Linked DNA regions of Zea mays: region 2 is linked to region 1. A link is a contact called in public Hi-C data. All regions are on one chromosome and are shown on one strand. The core of a region is the stretch at or near the end of the contact, and the rest is flanking DNA. Distances in the headings are between cores, read along the strand shown. Region 1 holds the start of LOC100284889 (protein binding protein). Region 2 holds the start of LOC103632317 (ABC transporter B family member 28).

Evidence for each region. Hi-C and Micro-C count contacts between places; a contact is called where the count stands out from the background.
Region 2: a Hi-C map of ear shows a contact between it and region 1, with 2.2 times the contacts expected there. The contact joins the promoter of LOC103632317 here to the promoter of LOC100284889 in region 1. A contact is called at or near these places in 2 of 25 Hi-C or Micro-C datasets (ear and endosperm).

What each region holds. Positions count from the first base shown.
Region 1 is chr7:45,599,416-45,602,594 of Zm-B73-REFERENCE-NAM-5.0, forward strand. LOC100284889 (protein binding protein) reads left to right here and starts at 1,626. Exons shown (of 5, transcript NM_001157784.2): 1 at 1,626-2,168. The coding sequence starts at 1,687.
Region 2 is chr7:46,213,296-46,216,474 of Zm-B73-REFERENCE-NAM-5.0, forward strand. It overlaps LOC103632317 (ABC transporter B family member 28), which reads left to right and starts at 1,690. Exons shown (of 15, transcript XM_008654140.4): 1 at 1,690-2,157; 2 at 2,272-2,459; 3 at 3,108-3,131. The coding sequence starts at 1,776.

The DNA of each region.
Region 1 (3,179 bases), core at 376-2,875:
CGTTTATGACAACAAAAAAGTATTCCATGGACCGCTTGGTGCAAAAACATACTACGCGCACTCGCAACTATGAAAATTTCTCTTGTGTAGAATATGGTCATTGTACATGGAATAACTAGATACATAGTATGTGCATTGTATAATGCGATGACAAAAAATCATTACATTTTGTAGTACAATCATGTCGATTTGGTGCAATACGGTGTTCCATACAAATACAAGAAGTATACAAGTATTAAGTTTATTTATTTTAAATAGAGTTAGTATAGGGTGTAGTGTGAGGGGGATTGGTTGGAGATGAGAGGAAATAGGGTGAAAATGAAATAGGGAGAGATATTTAAAAATGCTGGAATAGTGGGAGATGAGAGAGGGAATGTTGTAGATAATCTTGTTTGCCCATGTTGCTTGTCAAACGGACATGTCTGACTCTTGATGAAATGTCCCAGGCTTCCATTGCCCCAACTATAGATGGTCAAGTGGGTCATGTTAAGCACGACACGTGCACGATTCATATAGTACCAGTGACGGCACGACACGGGTCTAGTGTCGTGTTTGGGCCGCCATCCTGGCACGATGGATTGGCACGAGCACGACATAATTAAGTCGTCGGCACGATTATGCACAACTTGGACCAATCAATGTTACATAGATGTGATTGTGATGTGCGAATGTGATTGTAAATTGTAATCTGTAATGATTTTAAACTTAATGAATTCAGTTTATAATGGTATAAATGTTCAAGATTTAAAATTATATATATGATCTTAAAAAACTTCTATATATTTTGAGCTTTTAAAGTGAAATAATGTTTGAGCTAGCACGAGAATTATTAGATGTTAGTGTCGTATAGTGATGACACGACACGATTAGATACTATAGTGTAGTGCTTACCGCTAGTTAGGTACTAGTGCTGATATAGCACAACACGATTACTAAGGGTATGTACAAAGCCAATTAATAACCTGTGTCTTGAGTGGTATCTAAGGTGCTAATTGTAAAAATTACGAAGAATCGGCTCTTGTTCAAGCAACCACTCTTGCCCGCGGTTCGAGATCGAAGGAACAATAATCACAAGCTACGTACATCATTTATATGTTGGCCATCTTTCAGCCATATGCTAGTTCCATGAGTACATGTGCACAATAGATCAATCATTTTTTAATACAAAGAGTATGGAGTATTAACTAAGATGCAGGGTTTAGATACACCCCTTTGTATTGTATTGTGTCTTATGCCGTTTGATTCACATATTGGTAACGTAATGGGTAACCGATAATGTTAAATCATGTTTGTTTAAGTCTAATCATAATCGATACCACACTATAAATAAATACCATCTTATTCAAATTTGTTAACGCCGATATTCGAGTGTGAATCGTTATTATTACCATTTATGTTACATTTCGTGAACCAAATGGTATATTAGTTGTATTTTATATTTGAAGATCTATGTCGGTATCTATATTGTACATGCTCTAAGTGTCGGTTAGTGCGAGTGCTTTGCTGCGTGGCACGTTTAGCCATAAATACCCCCAACTGCTGGTGCCTACCGAACTCACGAGCAAAGCAAAGGCTCCAAACTTACTCGTCGCCCTCAAAAACCACGCTAATCAGTGCCAAAACGCAAATAACGCGAGGGAGAAGAAGAGACAGAAACAGTAAGGGTTTGACTGTTTGGCTAACGTCATGGCGTCGACCTCTCCGCGCCGCTCCTCTGGCGGGGACTCAGCTTCCCCGTCCGCACCCCTCATCCCCTCGCCGCCGACCTCCCCGGCATCCGGCCCCTCCGGTGGCCCGCTAGGGCGGCTCACGAGCCTCCGCGGCGCGGCGCGGTTCATCCGCCGCACGGGGAGCCGGCGCCTGATGAGGGAGCCCTCCGTGGCGGTGCGGGAGACGGCCGCCGAGCACCTCGAGGAGCGCCAGACCGACTGGGCCTACTCGAAGCCCGTCGTCGTGCTCGACATGCTCTGGAACCTCGCCTTCGTCGCCGTCGCCGCGGCCGTACTCGCCGCATCGGTGGGCGAGCGGCCCACCGTGCCGCTCCGTGTCTGGATCGTAGGCTACGTGCTCCAGTGCCTCCTCCACGTACTCAGCGTCACCGTCGAGTACAGGCGTCGACGCAGGAACGCGGACCAGGAGGGAGCGGGTGATGAGGATTTAAAGCTCAGGTGAGCCTCTGCTTGGATCGAGCACGAGCCCCCAATACTTCTGGTGTCACATCTTATTGCCATGGTGAAGTTACGTGCCACATCCAGGCCTCGTTGTGTTGTGCTGTGTTGACAATATCTGTGCTCATGCTTTTGATTGTATAGTAGCTATTTCCTGTTGTGTTGACAATTTCTGTGCTCATGCTTTTGATTGTATAGTAGCTATTTCCTGCTGTGTTGACCATTTCTGTGCTGATGCTCAATTTGAGTTGTAGACTAGATGTTATGCACCTTTTTATTGCGATCCTTTCTTTTCCCCTTTATTTGATTCCCCTTTTCTTTTTCCATAATATGACAGGGCTATTACTATTGGACAACTTGTGATGTCCTCTGCTTAAAAATATTCATAGGGGGATGTGGAAGGTTGATTGTCAGTGTAAATTATGTTGTTTATGTTAAGGCTGCATTGTTATGGAAAAAATTTAGAGTGATGCATGATAGCATGCGTGACTTCATATATTGCAGACTTGCATAACTGGGAAATTGCTTAGGGTGTGCCTGAGGGGTCCCTCTGATAATCTTTTACATTTTTTATCTTAATCCTCACTGCCTAAAAAATGCCCTTATTCTCCCAATTTCGTAACCGTTATTTCAGTAACCAGTTTCGACAAGTTTATTTTGGTATTTTCAGCCAACTTTATGATGACCAAGATGTTTCTATTGAATCTATTCCCTGTAATTTCCATAAATGTGTTTTGAATATTTCATTGTTGTTCACTTGTGTGCTGTTGGATTTTAACTCTAGCGTACCCCAACTTGCTCGAGATAAAAGGCTTTGTTGTTGCTGTTCACTTGCATGCTAATATACCACTTGTTTGTGGTCGCTTTAGAACAAGTGAAAGCATTAAGTAATGGAATTATTATCTTTAACAATGAAGTCCCAAAACTGAAAACAAGAGTTTTAGACTGAGCACTGAGTGGGTTACTGTTGGTTATTATTTTATATGTGCCGATATCTTACATTGAAATGGG
Region 2 (3,179 bases), core at 440-2,939, 610 kb after region 1:
TTCGCGCGTCAACCACCGGTCGATTTTCTTGAAAAATGGTACGGCCGACTCTTGTCACCTTGGATTGGAATAATGCCTAGCGCAGACAGCGCCGAGTCAATAATGGTACTTTTGCCATGACGTATTGGCATATCACATGTACTCAGTAGTCTATAGTCCAAAGGGTGTGTTGTACTACACGCATATATGTATATATGTATGTGTCACGCCTCTCGAGTTATATGCCATATCATTTGATTATGTTGTAAAGCCGATCGAGTGTGTCAAAGGACGCGTCGCATGCATATGGTTTATGAAAAGCTGATGTGAGCAATTAAGTTAATTGGTACTGGTACAGTTTTTGTGTGTGACATGCATGCTTTGAAAAATTCAGGCACGTAAAGGAACGAACTCACAGGCGTTTTTTATATGACATCCTTGGTGTTGCTTTGACGTGTCCGTTTTTACTGCTACATGGTTGGTGTCTCGGCAACAAGCTCTTTCCAGGCCGAAGAAATAAATCTGGATGAGAAATAAATCTGGATGCGACATAAACGAAAAATCTGGACAAAAAAAAATAAATACGACAAAGACAAAAAGTATAAAAAAACATCCACCATGGGGCTCGAACCCACGATCACAAGGTTTAGAGTCTTGCACTGTACCAACTGAGCTAGGCAGGTTTATGTACATAACCGAGCTCGGCGCCAAGATCTATGGCGCCGAGCTCGGTGCCACGTCGGCGCCACGACGTCCGTTTGTGCCAGCGCAGCACGTACCTCGGCGCCATAGCCTATGGCGCCGAGCTGTGTTAGCTCGGCGCCATAAGCTATGGCGCCGAGCAAAGGGTCCAAAAATGCAATTAAAATTTTCTAGGGTCCAAACGTGAATTTTTTTTAAAGGAAGGGCTAAAATGCAAAAAATTCGGGGAAGGGGGGACCGCAGTGGGGGAGTGGGGAATGGCTTCGACGCGGTGGTGAAGAGAGTCCGCTGTGAGATTGGCGGGGGACGGGGAGGGCAAGGGTGGAGGCGTGGTGACGCCGGTGGACGCCCTCGGTATTAACATGTGGTGTAGTTGAGATATGGTCTATTGAGTGATATTTAATAGGCTAATTGAAAAAAATATAAGAGATGAACAATCTGTGAAGAGTCCGTCTCTATATAATTCTCTATACATATTATTTTTAGTTATATTTTTGGTCTAGAGTCTATAGGTTGTATCGTAGAGTTTTTTAATTATCTCATATTTGTAAAACTAAACCACGACTCAGGATAGTACATATCTAAGGCTATCCGCAACCGTTACCCCTAAATTTTTCCTCCTATATCACTTTTGTCCCCTATTTTTCTCCCTATTTTTTCATCTCCCGCAGCGGTTTCTCCTAAATACTACCCTATACTCCACTACAACTATAAAATACCATTTTCTATATTAACTATCAATTTTTTATCTACTAACAATTACTCGTGGACCCACAACATAGTGTTTAGGGTGATGAACAGTGACACACTAGATCTGGGGGGAGAGAGAAGAAGGCCGACATATAAGGGCACTGTAGGGGTACCGCTGCGGCTGTAGGGTGCCCCTACAGACGGCATGCAAGGGGAGGAGGATTGCTAGCGGTAACCGCTGCGCACATCCTAATGTCTGTCCATCTGCGATGTGTGGAGTTCTGCAACGGATAGCCGCTATTTGGCTACGCGTGCAACAGGCATATATAATTTCCTGTTCCTCCGCCTCGTCTCCGCCTCCCATCGCCGCATCAGATATCCGCACAAACCAAGCCATCAGCGCCATGGCGATCTCCACCTGGAGCGCGCGCCTTCTCCTCACCCCTGCTTCCTCCCGCGCCACCCTATCACCCCCTCGCCCTCCCACTACAAACCCGCTCTCATCGTTCTTTCCTCGCAATCGTCTCCATTTCGTGCGCCCGCGCCCGCGCCCGCCGTGCGCCTACATCTCTGCGCCAGCGCCGGGCCCGGAGGCCGCATACGCGCCGCCTTCTCTCGACGCCACCGCCGCGGCAGCCGATGTCGCCGCTGCGATATCCTCCTCCGACGCGGTCACTTGGGCCGGCGTCTGGGCGCTGCTCTCGCGACACAGGGCCCGCATCGCGGTCTGCATCGCCGCGCTCGTCGCCTGCACCACCTGCACGCTCTCCATGCCGCTCTTCTCAGGTGAGGAACTAGGGCGTTGGTTGAGACCTCTCGGATGCGCATGCGCCGCTGACGCTGATGCTGCTTGTTTGGTTTTCTGAAATGGGCTGGCTGTGTGCTGTGTTCCTGTTGCAGGGAGGTTTTTCGAGACCCTGATTGGGAGGGGGAACGAGCCATTGTGGAGGCTCTTATCCAAGATTGCGATACTGTACACACTGGAGCCCATCTTCACCATCATATTCGTGATCAATATAACTATCATCTGGGAGCAGGTTATGGCAAGGCTGCGGAGCCAGATATTTCGAAGGATTCTGATCCAAAAGGTGCTTTCAGCCGACATCCCCTGTTTTATTAATGCTTTTTTTTATTCTGCATTCTGACAACATTGGATGTGCTTGTATGAATGATGAATTGATATTTGCTGATTACTTGCATGGCTTTGTTACCTTGACCATAGCTCAAAAAAGTTATCATCAAGTGTTTTTTGTACACCTTCAGAGATATAATTATTCTCCGTGTCATGATGGAATGATTCACATTGTTTTCCCTCTTAGGGTGTAGAAGCATTTAATATAGTTCTACTAGGTAAATATACTACGTAGTACGTACCTGGATGATACTGGCAGCAAGTTATTTAAATATTCATGTAATATCAACACTCCAGTGCAGTAGGCATTCTATGCATCGATGATGAAAATAAATCTTTAAAACAGGTTGTGCTTTAGTTGCCTATTTGTGTACTAGTAATCCTGTTAATGTATAGCCTATTAACTCTCAATGTATTATGGGTCTATGACTATTGCTTTCATAGTCATAGTGCATATGTTTCTTTATCCATAGAATTTGTTGGAGGCTGCATTTCTCATTACATTTTCAATTTGCCACTCAGCAAAAGAGTGCATTTACTTCTTGTTGTTAATAGCTCCTTGCTTGGAACCCCGTCTAAACTTTCTTATTTTTGCCTTTTGCAGATGTTATTTTTTGATCGTCACAAGGTAACATATTTTCTAGCAATTACAGCACCATCTTCATACTTAATCATG